2 separate regions of the Mus musculus genome follow, and region 2 is linked to region 1. Evidence: chromatin contacts called from public Hi-C data. All regions are on one chromosome and are shown on one strand. The core of a region is the stretch at or near the end of the contact, and the rest is flanking DNA. Distances in the headings are between cores, read along the strand shown. Region 1 overlaps Tmtc2 (transmembrane and tetratricopeptide repeat containing 2). Region 2 overlaps Tmtc2 (transmembrane and tetratricopeptide repeat containing 2).

Evidence for each region. A called contact is a pair of places that touch in the nucleus more often than the background predicts.
Region 2: a Hi-C map of the N1E-115 cell line shows a contact between it and region 1, with 1.9 times the contacts expected there. The contact joins two enhancer-like sites. A contact is called at or near these places in 2 of 484 Hi-C or Micro-C datasets (the N1E-115 cell line and nephron progenitors) and 1 of 9 other capture datasets (pancreatic islet).

Annotation. Positions count from the first base shown.
Region 1 is chr10:105,464,527-105,470,638 of GRCm38.p6, reverse strand. All of the region lies in intron 1 of Tmtc2 (transmembrane and tetratricopeptide repeat containing 2), which reads left to right. Among named protein-coding and RNA genes, the nearest start is that of Gm46241, 11 kb to the right of the region's middle. Within about 2 kb of position 3,163, at least 3 of the 459 cell types and tissues checked have an H3K27ac peak or open chromatin away from gene starts, as enhancers often do. A contact at or near this core is called in the N1E-115 cell line, where this site is marked.
Region 2 is chr10:105,531,102-105,537,213 of GRCm38.p6, reverse strand. All of the region lies in intron 1 of Tmtc2 (transmembrane and tetratricopeptide repeat containing 2), which reads left to right. Among named protein-coding and RNA genes, the nearest start is that of Tmtc2, 40 kb to the left of the region's middle. Within about 2 kb of position 3,318, at least 9 of the 459 cell types and tissues checked have an H3K27ac peak or open chromatin away from gene starts, as enhancers often do. A contact at or near this core is called in the N1E-115 cell line, where this site is marked.

The sequences.
Region 1 (6,112 bases), core at 1,914-4,413:
GTTTAGAGAGGCATTGTAGAGTCATTCTGGTATATGATCTTCAGCCGTTAGTATCTATGTTTAAGTCTTGATGGTCCTGGCTTCAGACCTTGTTGTGAGAAGGTCTCAGTAAAGCCAGGCAAGACATTGACCCTAAGGAGTATAGCACGATTATGCTTTGCTTTACAGATAATATCCACGTATAAGTGTGTGCATAACGTGTTTGTCTCTCTAGGGCTGGGCTACTTCATAGAAGATGGGGAGGAAGGAGTGTAGGAGCCAGAGGGGTCAAGGGCACCACAAGAAAACATGGTCCGCAGAATCAACGAAGCAGAGCTCATAGGAGCTCACAGAGGCTGAAGTGACACTCGGGGAGCTTTTATGGGTGTGACCCAGGTGCTTTGCATATCCAATTCTTTAGTTTGGTCAACTTATGGCACTCCTAAGAGTAGGAGTGGGGCCTGTCTCTGGTGCCTTTGCCTGAGTGTGGGATGCTTTTCCTCTGGGTTACCTCATCCAACCTCCCTATGAGAGCATATGTACCTAGTCTTAATTGTAACTTGCTATGCATTGTTTGGTTGATAACCCTGGGAGGTCTGCTCATTTAGCATGAGAACAGTGGCGGATTGTATCTGGGAGAGAGAGAGGGAAGCTGAGCGGGAAGGGGAAAAAAAAGAAATTGGGCACAGAGGAATCCTCAGACCACCCATGATCAGTTTTAGTATTTCTGTGAGAGGACTTACCCTCTGAGAGAGGGCCTTCTTCAGCAGCCTATTTGGATCTTAGCCGAAACTCCTCAGTCAGTTTTGTGCAGGAGGTAGGCTGTCCTGATGAGGAAGGGTTGGATGTATTCTAAGTTTGCCTAGGACTTAAGTGCAAGTTATAACTGGCCAGCTACAGATTACAGCCCTGGGTAAGCCATTTATTAGTAAGCCCCCAGTGTCCTCAATTGTAAAATGAGGATATGGAAGTTTCTATTTTATGACTAATGGAAGTTTACCAAAATCATCTTGTGAGTCAAGGTGATTAAATCAAAAGGTAGCATTTAAGGGTATCCTGGTGGCTAAGTTGGCTTGGCGAGGAAAACTTTTGCAGCATTAGCTTGACAACCTGAGTTCTATCTCCAAACCCACGTAAAGGAAGAAGGAGAGAACCAACTTCCTAAATTTATCTCCAAACTCCACGCATATGCCTTGTCCCGTGTACGCCCCCACAAACACATCCTACACTTATCAACAGATAAAACAATTTAAAGCACGAAGACGAGTCTGTTCCAGGTAAGGTTGAATGGTGATTCATGCTGTAATTTATGCCAGGATTAGAATCAGTTATCTTTAGTTTTGTTTTCCTTTAGTGCCAACTATTCATTCATATATATGTCTCGTATTTATAATCTACTGTTTATATTGATCACAGCATCATTATTTCTCCTGTTTTCCACGTTATTCATTTTTAATGGTAGTGGGGGCATTCTGTAAGAGCTTGGTATTTTTTACCATTGGAAAGCATTCTGATGAAACATTTCCCACTCAGCCTAGACACTAATGTGGAGCAGTGCGCTGTTCCCAGAAGGCTTATGATGCTTGTTGTCAAGTGGCTGGAACCAAATTCCTCATAAAAATGACTACATGGAGCCTCTTCTGTGGTGCCGCAATATGATATATGGAATTCTTAGAAGCGCCGTTTTCTTCAAGTATCATAATATATCTTGGTTTCTGTGTGAAATAAGTTCAAGACAGACAAAGGAAACAAAGTCATTTCGGAAGCATCTATAAAAATGTTCCTCAGTCTGTCCATTTTCCATGTTATGTGTGTTCTACAGCAAACCAATCTGTAAATAATACACTGTTTTCATCTGCCTTTGCATTATGTGGCAGAGGTTTACTAGCTCAATCATAATTTTTAATCAATATTTTTGAAGTAGTTTATGTAGAAAGAACCATGCCAACATAATGGTGGACTTTTGGCAATTTATATAAAATACTATTGAACTTGTAATTGTTACGTATCATAGATGTCCCTAAAGCTATTCAAAGTGCCTTATGCATCAAAGTCCTCACTTTGAACACAAATGACCCAGTGTTTCTTTTAAAATGTGTAAGCCCCACCTCCCACCCCTGCATCCTCCAAATTTTTTTTTTTTTTTTTTTGGTTTTTCAAGACAGGGCTTCTCTGTGTAGCCCTGGCTATCCTGGAACTCACTTTGTAGACCAGGCTGACCTCGAACTCAGAAATCTGCCTGCCTCTGCCTCCCAAGTGCTGGGATTATAGGCGTGGGCCACCACTGCCCAGGGCATCCTCCAAATCTTGGTGGTGTTCTGGCAAACACTGATGTTACTCACTGGTAGAATCATTACCCTGATCCTGGTTTCCATTTTCATTAGTTGTTCTGCTTGTTTGTCCCTGAGCAAATTTGCTCTGTGATGCCATCAGCCATACTGGACCTGGGCCCACAAGCATGACCTCACTTGAATTTGATTATTTCTTCAAAGACACTCTAGTCAATTAATGACACATTTCCAGATACTATTGATGGCTTGACAATTGTTTTTGAAGGGAAACTATTTGACTAATAATATGCATTATGAACCCTTTAGAGTGGCTTATTATGGTATATTACCTATACCACTGAGGCCTCTTGGTGATACTTTGATCAGCCTAACTGCCACCAGTTATTCTTACATATTAAGCAGGAGTCCCTAGCCCCACTTGCGTCCTCTGGCTTTTTATTGCCCATATTAGACTAAGTAAGATAAATAGTAATTAAGCATAATTTAATATAATCCGTGCCTGCAGATAAAAAGTATACAATTTAGGGATTTGAACTCAGGAGTCTGACTCAGTTCCATATCTTGTCTCTAGTAACCTCATGACCCTGGTCAAGGCCTTCCCATCTTTTACACGTTATCTCCTTCATCGAGCAGTGGCAATCCTGCCTTCTAGAGAGAACTGCTTGTGAGATAAATGAGATAATACCCCCAAAGCCCTAAAGACAGGATCTGGCCTTTTCGTTGGAGCCACTAAATGAGTTAGCAAGACGGTAAACAAAAAGGATATGCTGCTGCCCTTGGCATGCTGGGAAGCAAGAATTCATCAGCATCTCCAGTCATCTGGCTCCTTACCTTACAAAGTATCTCTTTCATTCATTCTGCTACAATCACGGCTCTGCAGCGGGCTCTGCAGCGGGCTCTCACTACTCTGCGCCCTCCCCCCCCCCCCATCTGAATAGTTGGTCTCAGTACTTGGTACCCAGCTGGACATCAGAGCCCTTTCTTCTCCTTCAAGCTGTTTCCATGATTGTGCTTTCAAAGACAACTCATTTTTATCATCAAAGTAGATTATGTGAGGAAAGGGGCGTGGGTAAATATAAGAATTCTTTCAGGCTCCTAAAATAATAAATGCAAGCTAACAACCCCCAGTCGATGGAATTTTACCAGTTTTAGTGTGCTCAGATGTGTGAACTTGGGAATGTATTATTTAATCTCATTGATAAAATGATAAAAATATCCAAGGCATACAATTCTTCCTTCTTTTCTCAGGGTGTAAGGGGAAAACAGGGCTTTTCTGTTTTTGTTTTTAACTGGTAAAGGTAGAGTTGAATCCTGCACAAACATCTTTTTTTTTTTTTTTTTTTTTAATGTTGTCGTTGTGAGATCTTGCTTGGAAACGTATTTATGCATGACTTAGTGCTTTCCCTGTTGGCTGTAGATCTCTGTTAAAAAGACAGAAATGGTGATAAATCAGAAATGCACACTGGTATATTCAGAAAACATGTTTGTACACATTTGGATGCAAGCCTGTATTTCTATAACTTTGGTGTATTTGTTTATTGACTATATTAAAGTTCTCTTAAAAGGGAAGCAATGGTTTAGACAACTTTAAAATATTAGCATCATGGTATTTTAAGGATCTCTAAGTGTGCCATTATGTGTTAGAGTTCCCTGTGAAAGACTGAGGAAGGGTTTAGTGAAATGGGGCTTGAGTTAATTGGTTAAAGGCATTTGAAGCATAATTCATTTTTATATATTCATATGTAATAGTAATATTAAATGTCCTTAATGGCTGAAACTGGTTTTGATAATAGGATAAAAGAAGCAGCAATTACCAGTGAAAACATAGCATAACCCAAAAGGAGTTGATGGTTTGATGAATAAGGTTTAAATACCATGTTGAAAAGGCAGAGTGAGAATCAGTTGTACGAGGTTGGAAATGGTGAGCAAAGGGGCTGAGTCTTGTGATAGAACACTAGGAACAGCTGCACAATGTTGTGTTATGAGGTTAGTTTGGAAGTACAAGGTAGCTAGGGCAAGTGATCTGGGGACCTGGAAAGCCTTTAAGGAGCTTCCTGTTTTATAGTCACCAGAGCCTGGGCATTGTTACTGAAGACTGGAGTGTAGAGATAATGGTTGGATGTTTGAGTCATTCTAACAGAATGCCTACTTGCCTGTGAGAGGAAATTAGAGGTCACCCTAGTGTCTCAACCCAGGATGTCTGCAAAGACTGGACATGCATAACAAATCCAAGAGTGCAGGAAGACGTTACCTTTACACATGTTGGCTTGGGATGGTGAGTATGGCATCATGGTATCCATGGACACAGTGTGGCAACGTGGTATCCTTGGAAATGTGAGAGAGACTTGGTAAGAAGGATCAACAGTAAACTCTTGCTCCTGGAACCCTGACCAGATGAGTTGCCTGGTTTGATGAATAAGGTTTAAATTCAACGTTGAAAAGGCAGAGTGAGAACCAGTTGTACGAGGGGAGGATGCTGTTGGATGCAAACGATAGCTTTAGAAACTCACCCTGAGAAGTGGATACAGAAGACAAAAATGAGCGGTAGAGCATAGAATGTGCAGCCTCACAGAACAGTGGCAGAGAGTGTCCTAAGGACACACTACTGTAATGTGTAGCACCTAGCCTCATAAGATGGGGGAGGGGGAATCTGGTCACATTCAGAAAAGTTTTTCTAAAGCAATCTAGATCAAACACATTTCGTTGACTTTTTTCCTCCAATCTTTGAGCATTTTTTGAATTTCTTAAAAGGAGAAATCAGGATGTCTTCTTTTTGTTACTTAAACTATTTCTGAAAGATATCTTGATGATTGTAATGAGAGATTTGAACCGAGGTTCCCAGAAAACAACAACAAAGCACCAATACCCTCCAAGCAAGCAAGCAAGCAAGCAAGCAAGCAAGTAAACAAACAAACAAACAAACAAGACAGAAGAATAAAAGAAAAACCCAGTTGTAAGCTAAAGATAATCCCAGACGAAAGGACTTAATTATCTTGGGCTAGCTTTAGTCAGAGTGTTTGTTAGTCATTGCTTTTTCAATGTGCTAACAGAACACTAGCTTCTACTAATTCAAGATTTAAGAATGTAATCCATGGACACCTCAAACCTACAGTAGAATTACCTAGCTTTTGCTCTCTAGCGATGTAGTGGAAAATGCTTTGATACCTGATTTCTCTTTTTTGGGGGGGGGGGGTTCAGAGGTGGGGGGGTCTGTTGCATTTGCCAGTTAATCTTGCTAAAATCTTCCTTCTGCAACTCTTAGGCCTGGCTGCTGCTCCTTTCCTGGCATGGCTGCTCTGTCTCATCCTTCCTTCCCAGGTCCCCTTGCTCAGGAATCCTAAAGTCCCACCTCTGACTCCCTGCTCAGCCATTGGCCTCTGGCAACTTTATTTACCAATCAAAACCAACAGGGGGCAGGCACCAAGTAGAGTAGAGTAGTAGATCATGGATGTATATACGCTCTCCTTTTAGTACATTGATCATGAATATGTAGTATTTGTTCTTTAGAAACTCATGCTTCATAGCTTCTCCTACAGACCCATATTCAGTTCAAGAGGCCTCCTGGATATTGGCTTGTTGACGTTGAAGGAAATGTTACGTAGGTCTTCCAATTCTAAATAACTAATGGAAAATTCAGAAATATTCTAGACACAGATGTGCCACACCTCACTCATTATGATGGTTTAGTCTGTGGGGCTGGCTTCTAAGGAAGTTTGTGTTCACTGCCAGATGAATTTTCTCTTAATAAAAGGATTCACCCAGGGCTCCTTTAATTAGGTAGCTTACCCAGTGTGCTTAAGTGTTTGTTTCCAGACCATTAACTCCTTGACAGAAGACTGGAG
Region 2 (6,112 bases), core at 2,069-4,568, 66 kb before region 1:
TTATTTGCTAGGCTCGGCTTAGGGTCTTTACCTAACCTTTGTCATAGATTACCTAGCGACCATGGAGGGAAGCTGCTTCTGTTATCCTGTTGACAGATGAGGAAGCTGGAAGTTGAACTTGTTAGGCGATTTGCCAAAACTTCAAAGGTTAGAAAGAGATATGGGCAGACATTGAGGCCAGGTAGTACAGTCTTTACAAAAAATTGCTGCGTGTATGCATTTAGTGTGCAAGTATGTGCTTGTGCATGTATATGTCTATGTGTGTGCAGATGTATGTGTCTGTGTGCACACATGTGCAGATATGTGTACCATTGCACATGTTTGAAAGACAGCCTACAGGAATGGGTTCTCTCCTTCCATCATGTAGGCTCCGGGCATGCAACTCAGGTAGTCAGTCTTGGTGGCAAGAGCCTTTACCTGTCATTAGACACACACACACACACACACACACACACACACACACACACACACAGAAAGAGAGAGAGAGAGAGACACACACACACACACACACACACACACACACACACACATACACACACACATACACACACACATACTCATACACACACTGCCCCATAGAACACTTACCACAAATTTTGTAGTGCCTTTGAAAAGCCCCTTTTCTTTCCTAAGCCACAGGTGCTTGGCCATTTAAATAAGGAAGGCCAGACCTTTGTCGTTGTCATTCATTCTATAGCACAAATCTTTTATATTGACTTTTGAAAAACACTTTAAGAAGTGACAACAGACTTGTCACATTGATTCTTTCCTCCACTGTAGCCATGAATACTAAACCATGGAAAATAGAAGAATGAAACCATAATTCTTCTCCTTTAATATATCATTAGTCATAACTGGATTTTCACATAATCCTTTCATTGGTGTGTTTTGTTTTTGATATATGTGTCTGTGTCTTGCGCACATATGTTTGTAGACACTAGAGGTTTATGTCTCGTGTCTTCCCCAGTCCTGTTCTCCCTTATATTTTGAGACAGGATCTCTAACTAAACCAAGAACCTGTCATTTGGCTAGACTGGCTAGCTAGCAAACCTCCTCAGTCCTCCAGTCCATGCCTCCTGGGTGCTAGGATTATAGGTATGGCTTCTTCTGTGGAACTAGGAGTCAAGAGTGTCCCTGTACTTGCACAGCAAGCATTTCCTGGTTGAGCCACCACCCAGCCCTGTTAGCTTTCTTTAACTGAGGTAGATGACCTCACCCCTAACCACTTGTTTTCCTCCTGCTCTACTTTGGATTTTCTCTGTGATCTGTTATTAGTGTGCTCAAATCTTTACCAATCTTCTTCTTCTTCTTCTTCTTTTTTTTTTTTTCTTTTTTTGGGTAAAAAACAAAAGAGCTGGGAACATTCCCAAGACCAGGGAACTCATAGCTTAAAACAAAGCAAAACAAAACCTTTTTGTGAGTCATGTCGTCACTTCAGAACTTTAGGAGCAGAGGAAGAGGTGACTAAAGGAGACAGCTCCACTGCTATTTTGCCACCAGTGAGGTATTCAAGAAAGTGGTGGTGGTGGTGGGGGGGTTGGGAGGTAGAGTGCCAGCTCATTGGAGACCAAAGCTAAGTGTGTTCTGTCCTGTCTATTTTCCCGTTCTTCCTTGTTGGTTTGTGTAGAGGAGGGGTAGCAAATGTATATTTTTCACACTCTAAAGGTATAGTTTTGAGAAGCTAAGTCATGGATGTCAAGTCCCCCACACATGGCAGCAGAATCACAATCAGGGGCACCACCTCTCTGCTCCCCCTTGGCTGCTCTGGTGACAACAGTAGGGCACCTGTAGAATAGCCGGGGGATGACACATCCCGCCCCTTGTTCCAGTTTCTTTCCACAATTTTTCTGGTTGCATGCCTAGCTCTCCTCTGACCCTCTGAATGTGAGAACTTTGCTAATAGAGAAGAGGTCCTGTCAGCAACAGACAGCAGAGAAATAGAGGCACGTATGTCTCATGTCGCATGAGTTCTTTTCAGAGACCTCCATCCATGTGAAGCTGGAATTCTCAGACTTCACCCTAGAAAGAGTTTCGTGATGAGGCAGTGTAAAGTGCAGCTGGATGGAGCTTACTAAAGCATCTATTTAAGCTTGAGGTTAATAGAAAGGGAAGTCCTGAGGAAAAGGGTATTATGTGCCCAAGCATGGGTGGGGGCCGTTCAAAGCCGAGATCCCTGTGATCGTCTTACCATAGCTGGGTGTGTGTGATTTTGGTGGCTTCTGAAGTTACACATGAAAGGCTTACTGAGGGACTTAAGTAGGATCATAGGGTGGTTCCCTAGGTAAGTGTATTGGTTAGGATTATAGCTGAAAAGGTGAAAAGGCCTGGCTCACAAGAGTTGCATGGGGGAGCCAAGATTTGTATTTAGCAGAAACAAAGCCTATAGCCATTTTTAGGAGATTCCTAGGAAATTACAATTCCCACCTAGGAAAAGTCGCCCCAGTTGAAGGTCCTGTTCAGTCAGGCCTTAAGCATGGTTTGTTGCTGTTTTCACCTTCTTATTTGAAAAATACGTCTACATAAAAGGAATACTGTCGCTATGTGGGCAAACCTCACAGTGAGTGCTGTTTGTCCTGCTGGGGTTTTATTTTGAATGCTTGTTCATTTTTGAGACAGTATCTCATAGAGCCCAGGTTAGTCTCAAACTGAGTGTGGCAGAGGATAGCCTTGGATTTCTGATCCCTCTGTCTCTGTCTCAAGTACTGGGATTGCAGACACTAGGGGCTAAAACCAGAGCCTCTTGAACATTAGACAGGCCCTTGACCAACGGCACTATATGGTGAGAAACTTCAGCCACATTCCAAAGTGAGAGACTCCTTTTTCTTGTCACATTTCCCAATTTTTTTTTCTTTCTATCCAGCCTACCTCAGTCCAGTTTTATTTTTGTACCTCCCAAACCTAACGAAAAGTAGGAATTATATTACCCCCAAAAGGTTTGGAATTATTTAGGCTTTAATCTGCTAAGGATTTTTAGCCAGGTTTGTTTTTTATTTACAGTGGTCTTCCTAATGTGAAACGTCAAAAGTGCCAGAAATAAAAGCCAGCAGATGTTGGCTCACCTAATCATCTCCCTGGGCTTTTCCTCTGCTGTGGGTATTTTTGTCGGAGTATAGGAATATGGCTTGGGTCATACATAGTCTTGAGGCCTTGGGGATACATAGCAGCGAACCCCTGGCTGTGCCTGTTGTGATTATAAAAAGATAAAGAGGTATAAGAATATGTTCTATGGGGGTGTGGTGAGATGTGGGAGAAGGGGGTATCACAGCGGGCCCATGCTGAGGCATCCCTTCCCCCTGAGGGACCAGCCACAGATGGTATAGTATAGAACAGAGTTTATTCAGGGGATGGGCAACAGAGTTAAGAGGGTAGTAGAGGCAGAGAAAAGCAAAGAGAAGGAGAGTAGAGAAGTAGAAGCTGACCATGACCACTTGAAGAGAGGGTAAAAGGGAATGGAGAGGGCAAGAGAGAGAGAGAGAGAGGCAAGATTAAGAGAGTAAGGAGGGGGCAAGCAGTCTCTTTAATAGTGGGCCAGGCCTACCTGGCTGCTGCCAGGGAACTGTGGGGGTGGAGTCCAGACAGAATACCAACAGTGCCAGTAATGTTTTTAGACAAGAAAGAGAGTTGTGAACAAGTCTCCTACTTGTGTCTACATTGAAAAGCAGCAACTTGAATGGGGACAGATTTGAGAGTGTTGTGACCAGCAGTCATCTTCTGTAAAGTGACAACTTGACAGTCACACAGTCTTTAGTAAAGACAGTGGTTTTAAGAGAAAAGTGGGGAAGCCATCTCAGCAGGACACAGGGTGACGTGAGAAAAATAGGTTTGATGGAGCCACTTTGAAAAGAAAGTGGCCGCACATGGTACCTTTAGCCTGTTTTAAGCCTTGCCACCTCAGATGTCTAATTTTGCAGTTGTCAAGAGGCATCTGCTTAGAAAACCCGGGATGCAATTTTCTCCTGAGATAAACTGAAAAATTGATATATAGGTATCTAAGAGACCTCTTCAAGTGTGTAAGTTTTTTTTGATGAATATGCTTACACATGGAAACTGATTGCATTCGGAGTGGCTAGTGGCAATTTCTAGTAGCTTCTGGAGAAGCAGCCATCTTCAATAAGGTAATCACTTTAAGTGCATCTGGAGGTCTGTGACGTGCACATGTGTTTGTAATTACAGTCGCAGAATTTAGAAGTAAGTGCCAGACTCCTGGGTGTTTATTCAATTCAACAAATGAAAAAAAAAATCTAATATTGACTGCCACCCTCACAAAGGTGCATTGTCTCCATGTGTAGAGCGCACTATGTGATGGTTGTCACAGCCTAACTTTGTAGTGTTGACAGTGCATGCAACCTTGTGCAGGGCCACTTCGCAGGCTTATCACTGAGCTGAGGGAATGTTGCCACGTAGGTTGGCTACATGGGGCTCCAGAGTGTCTGGCCGGGTGCTGGTCGAGTTTGGCATGTATGAGTTCAGGGTTTGTTCTCAACTTTTAAAGAAAGAAAATTATATGTTATTGAGTGCAGCAATATTTTCAGCGCCCAGAAATAACATGCTGTCATGATATAATTTATGAGAAGTATTTAGTAGGCCATGTACAAATTTTAGATCAGTGGGGATTTTTTTTTTTTTTTTTTTTGGCTAGAATCTTAACAAAACTGAAGGTCTCAGATGCTCAAATCTAAGCATGTGGGTTTTTTTTCTTAATTTTTCTACTTATCAATTTATTCAAAGTTATAGGTTTTCACTAAAGCTTTATTTTTGTCGAGAAGAAGAAAGTCAGCACTGTGTATTTGTGTGTGTGTGCATGCACGTGTGCACACAGGCACACACATATACATTTTTATATAAGAAGAACTCTGCCTCAGACACTCTGCTATGTCTGTGCACTGCAATTAAATGGCTGGAAGTTATGAAGCGGTAAACCAAGTCAGTGTGTAGCTGCCAGGGTTCTATTGTACAAGGAATAATCTGGGTAACGAAGGACTGCACAGCTCTGCCTTCCATTCTTGGATCATGCTAATATATGCAAAGCCAATATACAGCCAATTCTGATTACTAGGAGGTGTCTCTAATTGGTAAGTCATGAGGGCTCTCCCTTCTCTATATTGACTCTCCTGGTCTTGCTCGTTCTCAGGTTCAATGGGAGAGATGCTTAAAACAGGTTAGAGGGGGAAGGAGAGATGGGATAGGTTTATTAGGTTGATATTTTTGGAACTTAAACCATCATTTTACTGGTGTTAAATTTCAGAATTAAGTATATATTTAAAAATTTATTCAGCATATTTTACTGGGAGTACTTTCAGATTGTCTCTGTGTAAGTCCCGGGAATTTGAGGATTTTAGGTTGTGTGTTACTATCAGTTTTTATACAAATTCTTCTTAGAGTACCTGTCTCGGGGGAGGGGGGGTGTTACTTCCTCCTGTGGTTATTGCTTTATGGAAGGATAGGGTTAGTCCGTTTACATGTTAGTTCTCCTTATCTTTAATGCTCAATGATTAACTAGGCACAGTAGCTGTGGGCAGACCAAGGAGACTTCATTTAGAATCTGATTGTGTGGAAGTATGGTTCCGTCTGTATAGTGTTAGGGCTCGCGCTTAGGTCATGTTGTAGTTGTGATTTGGAGTACTCTGTGAGCTACCTTAAGCTCTTTGCGCTGGATCTCAGACTGACAGAACATGATTTCTCTAGGCTGTCATCCAGATAGGGTTAATTGCTTTAAAAGACCCTGTTTTGAGGGAGTTCTTAAGCATGAATACTAACAGGAGACACCATTGTGGAGCCTTAGAGGGTTAAATTTACATAATTACAACGATTACAGGCATTGACTAATATGTAAGATATCTTTGAAAAGGGTTTTGATTTTCATTGTTCTTCCAGAGCATCTCTTCATTTGCTTCCAAATACAATTAATTTGTGCGGTGCTTCCTCTATTCAGTGTGTATTTGTAAATATGGATGGGAAAACAGTCTGAATAGTAGGGATGGCACAATTAAGAAAGGATGAGTGTTGGAAAAAAATCAGGGATTTTAAACCTGATGAACCATAAATAATGAACTCATTGTTGTGAGGTCAGGGCAGGGGATATGTTTAAAGAAAATGAAAATAGCTTTATATT